Linked DNA regions of Zea mays: regions 1 and 2 are each linked to region 3. The links are chromatin contacts, called in public Hi-C maps. All regions are on one chromosome and are shown on one strand. Each heading gives the region's core, a stretch centred on a gene start, on an enhancer-like site or on the middle of the called end of the contact. The rest is flanking DNA. Distances are from core to core; before and after follow the strand shown. Region 1 holds the start of LOC103635334 (DUF679 domain membrane protein 7). Region 2 holds the start of LOC100382308 (HSP40/DnaJ peptide-binding protein). Region 3 holds the start of LOC103635335 (Putative homeodomain-like transcription factor superfamily protein).

Region 1 (2,700 bases), core at 42-2,541, 140 kb after region 3:
AAACATTAGTCCCTAGAAACCAAACACCCCCTTACTCATGTCGGCTCGTTTCCGGCCCTATGCGGCTATGCCTCGTTCCTTTTCTGCGCGCTCACGAAAAGCTCGCCGTGCCATTGGAATAGCAGCGGCGTGTGTTTAGTGTGTTACGAGAGTATCCTATCTAAACACTTATCCTCTCCTGAGGTGCCCCTCATCCAATTAACCTTGGTTTACTTGCAAGCATCAGCTCGTTTCTTGCTATTTTGGCGTGGTTTACCCGTTTGCCCTGCAACCTACACGCATGCTAGCGACCCAGAATTCATCAAGAGTACAAACAAGTAGTGCATTTCAAGCTCATCAAGTTGTAGCATGAATGAAGTATACGAAAACAACCATCTGTTGATAATATAAGTTACAATCAGGTAGCGTTAGCCATGAATCCATCCTCCTGGCAGTAAGTTACTGAATTAGCGCTGTGATAGCGGAAACCCGATGCCGTGGCGGGTGGTCGGGAAGGTGACGAACAGCATGCTCCCGACGACGCCGATGGCGACGGGCAGCACGGTGAGCACCTGCTTCGCGTCCTCCGACGGCACGGGGTAGAAGCACGCCACGAGGTTCTGGTCGAGCAGCGCGACGGCGGCGAAGATCAAGACGGACACCACGGCGTGCACCAGGTCGAGGAACCGGACCCGGTACGCGGCCGCGGCGCGCGGGTCGTCCGGCGGCGCGCCGCCGTCGATGGCCCAGATCCCCCACGGGGTGGCGAAGCCGTAGCGGACGGCCCCCGTGGCGGCGTCCCGGAAGCTGTCGGTGAAGCTGAGCGCGAAGCAGGACAGCGCGCAGAGCGCCAGGAGAGCGCCGGCCATGGCGCGGTTAGCGCGCACGCAGTGGCCCTGCGCCGTCACCACCGGGGACAGCAGCTGGAACGCCAGCACGGTGCCCGTCGGCAGCAGCTTCGCCAGGTGCGCCGTGCTCTGGTACGTCTGGCTGATGGCCCGCTGCACCGGGCTCATCCCGCCGCCGTCGTCCGCCAGGGAGCGCCGCTTCACCAGCAGAGGCCGCCGCTGCTCTTGCTGCTCACGGCGGCTGCTACTACCGTCGTCATCGTGCTCCCGCTGAGACTCCACGTCGTTGTTGTCGTCGTCATGCCGCTGTGTCGTTGTCGCCGCCGCCATCGACCCGTCCGCACCAGATCGTCTTCGCCTCCTCGGTGATCGACCGGCGATAATGGCGCGCGCATGTAACCGATGGCGCGGCCAGTTAATTAGCCTTTGCCGCCGCCCATGGAACGTCCGGGGGATTTAAAGGCCGCGGGAACGAGAACGCGTGCAGTGCATGACGGGTTCGCCTGCGCCGACGTGTCAGCCAGCCATTTCGTTCTGATCGGCACTTGGCTTGCAAGTTACAGGAACCCCGGGAGGCCCATCAACAAACAAATCGGGGGAGCTTGTGGTTGCTTACACGAGAAACGGCCGAACGGGGCTGGTGTTTTTGCGGAGCAATTCGGCCGTGGCTTTGCTTCCGGATGCACTCCAGCCCGTCGTCAAGCTTGCGACAGTAGGTTGAGTGACGGAAGGGGGCCGCGTGGTGGGTACATCCGTTCAGATCGCCACTTGACATTAAAGATCCAAACGGGGTAAGTGCAATTACAATACAAAGTTTAACCATACTTTAATTAATTTAAAACATTAAAGTATAGTATTACACTATCGGTATTTTCCGTTAACACTAATGGACAACTGTCATACGAAGTGAGAATTGTTTTTTTATACGTAGATGTAGGAAGTACTATGCCGCCGTTTCGCCGGGCTCGTTCCTGCTCGGACTCTGAGACTGTTCACTCCTGGGGTGTAGCGAGACTGCGAGAGGGGGGAAGATGAGAGGATGAACAGACGGAGCGAGCTGGCGGAATTCATACCACAAACTGCCCTCTTTGGATCTCAACGGATTTTTAAAATCTAGCTCTTCACGTTATCAAGGCCGTGTTTGGTTCCACAAGATACTTATAATCCCGGCGTGAGAATCTAGACAGACATTAGAAGCTGAGGTGGCTTGTATAGTGGAGACTATCCTGACAAACCTCTCTGCGTTTACGTCTTCGATCCTGGTCATCTTGAGTGAGATGCCGCATTTCCTCAGCAGCCTCATCGATCTTCTTCTGAAGATCAGAAAAATGAATCATCTTCTCCTTCTTCCTCTGGACCTGTTGATGGATGGTTTCGAGGTCCCTTATTTCTTTGTCCAACTCCTCCTCCTGAGGCGTTAGACTTGTAGCCTTCCTTTTTGGCTTCTAGCTTCATGCAGTGTTTCTTGGTTGACGTCCAGTGGCTGCAATGCAGCCCCAGCGCTAAAGCTTTCTTCGGCGGCATGACGAATGTCACAGTTTGCCAAAAGTGGTCGAATGAGTTCACCGGAGGTGTGCGTCAATGTTGGGAACTTGTTCTCAAATGCTATGAGTTAAGAACAAGACAACATAAATGTTAATGGTTAGAGGCCTTCATCTTCCGAAGCATTATCTCCCTCAGGATATAATGATCTTCCGACGAAGGTCATGAAGGTAATACCTTCATCAATCCAATATGTAATGTAAACACAGAAGCATGCGTTCCACATAAAGAATATGAATAATCATATTAAATCATTAGATTATTTATATTCTCGTTGAATAATCATGAATAAACAGTAACAATATCAAATTATATCTGTATCTTCGGCTTG
Region 2 (2,700 bases), core at 132-2,631, 170 kb after region 3:
GATTTTCTTCCTCCCATTCTTGAATTGTCGTGATCCTACTTTCTTATACTAAGGGGATATTCTACGTTAATGTGCATTTAATACTCATGGTGGTTGTTAATAATTTTTTTCTAAGAACAAAAACCTTAAGTGACTACATGATGTTTTCTTAGTACTAACTAATAAGTTGCGCAGTTGCTCCAGAATTCTACAAGCTTAGGTACAATAATATAAGTTGTTACCATATTATTATATTGCTAAGGATTCCTAACTGTTTTGATACTTCTGAGTATCTTGATTTGTTGTTTTCTTCAGGTGATCCATGATTAATTGATGGAGAATTTCTTGACAAGTTTGACATTGTTATACTTAGCATTGCATCTCTTAAAATGAAGTTGCATATTCTTCTCTAGAAATAGTTATACTTTTTAATATGTCACTTCAGTAACTCTACAGAAAGTTTTCATGCTCATGATGCTTTTTTCAGTTGTTTATTAATGAAAACTGCCGAAAGAGCAGCAAACACATTGTGTTTTATACTATAAACTGCGAGGATTCATGTGAAGTATTTATTGATTTACAGAAGCATAGTTATGTTAAGGTATGTTGCATACTTAAAAGTGATTAACATTGATTTTTAATGTTCAGATCTAGCAAAAGGTATACCTTTATGACCTAAGTATACATGTGCAACCACTTGCAATTGAAGTATGTTCTGCCTATAATATATGTTCATTTTCTTCAAAACTATAAATGGACATATATGCAGATAAAATGTTAAACTCATCGATGTTTCCCTTCTATATGTTTGCACTGAAAAAATGTGTCATAAAATGTGAGAAAAACCATATGTTCAAAACTATAAATAGTTTACTGAACTATCTCTTATATTATGAAATGTGTATGTATATGTACAACTTGCTTGAAACAATATAATATTGTTACAACTTATAATACACCCTTTTATCTTACAACTACTTCAAACACTGGAACCTGGTTTCCTTTGCTTTGCTCTTATATGTTTATTTACTCTCAAACATATATACAATCATTATACATTATACTATGCTGCTAAACGGATCGATACCCAGGCATGGGCGGGCGCCATACACTAGTAGTACTACTGTAGCAGTTAAAATCTATTGAATCTGTATGAGATATTTTGAACTGGATTTTCAGTATCCCATTGGATCCAAACGGCGCCGAAGCTGTCTGTGCAGTGTGCACATCCGTCTCACGTCACTTGAAGAGTCGTGGGAGCTCCTGCCCCTTCCAGAAGCTTCCGCACTCGTCGCCAGACCGGGCTCGTCGCCTCCAGGCCTCCTCTATCCAGACGCTTCTCACTTCCCCTTTTGTCTCCTCCCGTCTCCTCCCCCGTACCAAACAAACCTCACCGAGTCGCAACTCGCAAGGACAGTGAAAACGCCCAAACGAGCGCGGGCACGCCAACCAAAGCGGCGAAGCGCGAAGGAAGGAAGGAAGGAAGCAAGCAAAGCAGCAGCCATGGGGCTTGACTACTACAAGATCCTGGGCGTCGACAAGGGCGCCACCGACGACGACCTCAAGAAGGCCTACCGCAAGCTCGCCATGAAGTGGCACCCCGACAAGAACCCCAATAACAAGAAGGAGGCCGAGAACAAGTTCAAGCAGATCTCGGAGGCATACGATGTAAGTGTGCGTGCGTCCGGAGAAATCCATGCCGGACTCACTGCCCAATCGAGCGAATGTCGTGACCCGCTCTTGCTCTATGTTGTCGCCGTGCAGGTCCTCAGCGACCCGCAGAAGCGCGCGGTGTACGACCAGTACGGCGAGGAGGGGCTCAAGGGGCAGGTGCCGCCGCCGGGCGCCGGCGGGGCGGGCTCAACCTTCTTCTCCACCGGCGGCGACGGGCCGACGGTGTTCCGGTTTAACCCGCGCAACGCGGATGACATCTTCGCCGAGTTCTTCGGCGGCTCCAGCCCCTTCGGCGGCATGGGCGGGAGTGGGATGCCCGGCATGCGGGCCGGCGGGTCGAGGTTCTCCTCGTCCATTTTCGGGGACGATATGTTCGGCTCTGCGTTCGGCGGCGGCGGCCCGGACGGGCACGGCATGCACACCGGCGGACGTGCCGTGAAGGCGCCGGCCATCGAGCGGAAGCTGCCGTGCAGCCTGGAGGAGCTGTACAAGGGCACCACCAAGAAGATGAAGATTTCCAGGGAAATTGCTGACGCCAGTGGGTAAGTGCCTGCTCTCTCTTCTCATCTCGGTCCCAGCATCGTTTATTTACTGTTCTTAGTTAATAGTATTTGAAATTGAACCGGCGACGCCTTAAAATTGCTTGAGCTAACTGGATGAAGTGATCCCTGCCAGATTTATGCTTGGTTAATTTCTGCTGTTGAATTCAAGCTGAACTTGCATCAATGTGTAGCTCACTCGGTTGAATTAAATTATTTGTATTTGGCCATTTGGGTGCGCCAACTTGTTTGGCTCGTGAGCTAGCTCCAGAACCCATTAAAAAAAGAGAGCTGAGCTCCATTTGCAGCTTGTGTACTGACCACTGCTACCCTGTGTGTGTGCAGGAAGACGATGCCAGTGGAAGAGATCCTAACGATCGACGTGAAGCCCGGGTGGAAGAAGGGCACCAAGATCACGTTCCCGGAGAAGGGCAATGAGACGCCCCACACGATCCCGGCGGACCTCGTCTTCATCATCGACGAGAAGCCGCACCCGGTGTTCACCCGC
Region 3 (2,700 bases), core at 82-2,581:
CTGGAATAGGGCAGCAGCTGCTCACCATAGGTTCCGACAGTCCCCACCATCATCTCGCTGGGAGGCAATGGAGGCGGAAGCACAGGTGGCGGCGGCCCTATGACTGGGACGCTAACCTCCTCGTCCCTTAGCTGCCTCTTGGCCGGCGGTTTCCGGTCCTTGAGCCGGCGGTGGCAGAACCACATCTGAAGCTGCCTGTCTGTGAGGTTCAACTGCACCGACAGCTCCGCCCGCTTCGTCTCGTTGGGATACGAGTCCTCTGCGCAAAACAGAATCCCCATGAAAACCACACGCACAGTTCGATCAAAAGCTCGCAAAAACAAACCATCAAAACGTTTCAGAATCATCAATAGCCGACGAACCTGCGTACGTCCTCTCGAGGACCTCCAGCTGGTAGGGCGTCTTCATGACGCGCTTCACCGGCGGCTTCCCGCCGGATCCAGACGCGCCAGGAGCGCTACTCGCACCGCCAACGGCTGCGGGGGCCGACGGAGGGCCGGGACTCCCTGCCGCCGGCCCGGAGCCCCCGTCGTCGGAGGACTCCATTCCCGACTGACCGTTACCCTAGATTCGCCTCCGCCAGACAACAAAACACAACACGCGAAGACCAGGCCGACACAGAAGAACAACAAAACCTAATCACACGCTACGGCGAATTCCGACATATATACAGAGGCGCCAAGCCCGAATCGAGCCCGCGGCTCGATCCGCGCGACGAATTCCACCACCGACGGGCGACAGCAGCAGGTAACGTCGCAGCGCAGACGCGAGGTAGAACAGGATCGGTGGGCGCGCCGCGCCCCAGCACGGACGCGGAGAAGTAATAGGGACGCGGGCGCGAGGAGGAGCAACACGGGAGGCCACGGATGCAACTCCTCCTCCGCCTGCTGCTCGGCCCGAATTGGTCAGGGGTTTGGATTTCGCTTCCATGCTAATAAAAACCTTTTGGATTTGATGCCTCCGACTTTTTATTATTTTGCCTCGCTGCTGCTGCTGCTGGCGTTTGGTGCTCTTCCGTTCCGCGCGCCTGCGCTGCCTGGTATTCCTTTTTTCCCTCTATGCGGAGGGAGGAGTCAGGGTCAGCAGCCCAGGAAAGAAAGGGGGGGCGATGTGGATCTGTTCTTGGTGCGGTGTGGATTTCTTGCGTGCGCGTTGTGAATCTCGCGGCGGGTGGGGTTCATAGGTTGGCTGTGGTTGCGGGCCTTCCTCGTTCGTGCGATGAGATCGTAGAACAGTTTGGCGGATCTTCTGTGGCCTGGGGCGCGGAATGTTTGTGGCCTACGGAGGCGGGGCCCGGTGGGTGGCCGCGCTTCGCGTACCAAATGGTGCCCGAGCCCCAAGCTCGACCGGTGGACGAGTCTGCGCTCGATGGTCTGCGGGTCTGGCCAGCCGTGCACCCGAGGCAGGTCGAAGTGGTGCTTCCAATCTATGTGGATTGAGTGAATTAGGTGATTTAAATTCTAAACAAGTTTAAAAAATATATAATTTTTTTCAATCTCACTCAATTCATATGTGATAGGAACAATCGAATAAGGTCTTATGAAGTGTTACTACTAACTAACTAATTATGAGAAATAAGGTGATGATAGATCAATTCATTCCATTCTAAACCCAAACAAAAAAGAGTGAGAAATGAAAAGACGGTGAAATAAGATTATACTACCAAATTTAAAGAATGGACTGCACCACCTCATATTGAAGGGAGTTATTCCCCAAACCAAACATCCCCTTACTTTTCACGATCGTGACTCAGGGTTTACTATATTGTTTCACACCCAATCTCGATGACGAGTGAAATCGAAAAAACACTCAAATTTTACCGACTTTTGTAGATCTCAAATGGATTCCAATTTAATAATTAAAAAAACAAAAAATGCTATTCTCGAAGGGTTTTCGATGAATTTCGAGCGGTTTCCAGTGATTTACTACCAGAAATTTTTTATTAGTTTTTAAAAAATGGTAGGATTTTAATAGATTTTTCCATTTTTATGATTTTTACTTCAATTTTTTAAAACAAAATTTTCGAAAATTATCCCCATGTCCATTTTTACGGTGACAGACGATTATCGAGCGGGATTTGGAACTATGTCATGACTGTATGTAGGAGGAGACTAGGAGTGGTGTGCTACGACTAAGCACAAAGCTCTCACATGGGTGAGGTAAGTACTCCATGGCATATTTCAAGTGTTTATTTTTTAGGTAATGTGTAAGGTTAGTTTGGCAGGGCTTCGACTCCGACTTCTCTGGAGGAGTAGCTCCTCCACAGATGCTAGTGTCTTTTTGCAAATCGTCTGGTAAAATGGTTCCTCTTGCATTTTGTAATTTTATATATGAGACAAAAGGTTATGATGAAAAAATATTTTATAGAACATTGTTACAACAAAAGAATGTTACGGTGAAAAAATATGTAGTGAAACTGTATTATATCAAACAACTAACTGAAACTCTTTCTGATAGAGAACTGCAACGTATAATACTTGCCAGTAGATAATCTATTATTTGTTGCTACTTGCCAGTACTTGCTACATAGCAACTTGCTACAAAGCCCTAACAGATAGCGCCGGAGAGAGAGGAGGCATGGGAGAGAGAGCGTCGAGCGGTGCGGAGCCGGTTTTCCTGGGCTCCGGCTCTGTCGTGTAAACCGGCTCCCACTCCCTACACGGAGCTGTTTACTGGGACGTCATTTGGGATGGCTCCGGC

Evidence for each region. Hi-C and Micro-C count contacts between places; a contact is called where the count stands out from the background.
Region 1: a contact with region 3 is called in a Hi-C map of endosperm, with 3 times the contacts expected there. The contact joins the promoter of LOC103635334 here to the promoter of LOC103635335 in region 3. A contact is called at or near these places in 2 of 25 Hi-C or Micro-C datasets (ear and endosperm).
Region 2: a contact with region 3 is called in a Hi-C map of bundle sheath, with 5 times the contacts expected there. The contact joins the promoter of LOC100382308 here to the promoter of LOC103635335 in region 3. A contact is called at or near these places in 14 of 25 Hi-C or Micro-C datasets (bundle sheath, ear, endosperm and 4 more) and 1 of 3 datasets of contacts at active chromatin or transcription factors (leaf).

What each region holds. Positions count from the first base shown.
Region 1 is chr8:70,236,867-70,239,566 of Zm-B73-REFERENCE-NAM-5.0, reverse strand. LOC103635334 (DUF679 domain membrane protein 7) reads right to left here and starts at 1,291. Exons shown (of 1, transcript XM_008657814.4): 1 at 309-1,291. The coding sequence starts at 1,157. The coding sequence ends at 447.
Region 2 is chr8:70,208,333-70,211,032 of Zm-B73-REFERENCE-NAM-5.0, reverse strand. It overlaps LOC100382308 (HSP40/DnaJ peptide-binding protein), which reads left to right and starts at 1,381. Exons shown (of 3, transcript NM_001175057.1): 1 at 1,381-1,647; 2 at 1,744-2,195; 3 at 2,538-2,700. The coding sequence starts at 1,483.
Region 3 is chr8:70,379,293-70,381,992 of Zm-B73-REFERENCE-NAM-5.0, reverse strand. LOC103635335 (Putative homeodomain-like transcription factor superfamily protein) reads right to left here and starts at 1,331. Exons shown (of 18, transcript XM_008657816.3): 1 at 363-1,331; 2 at 1-259. The coding sequence starts at 546.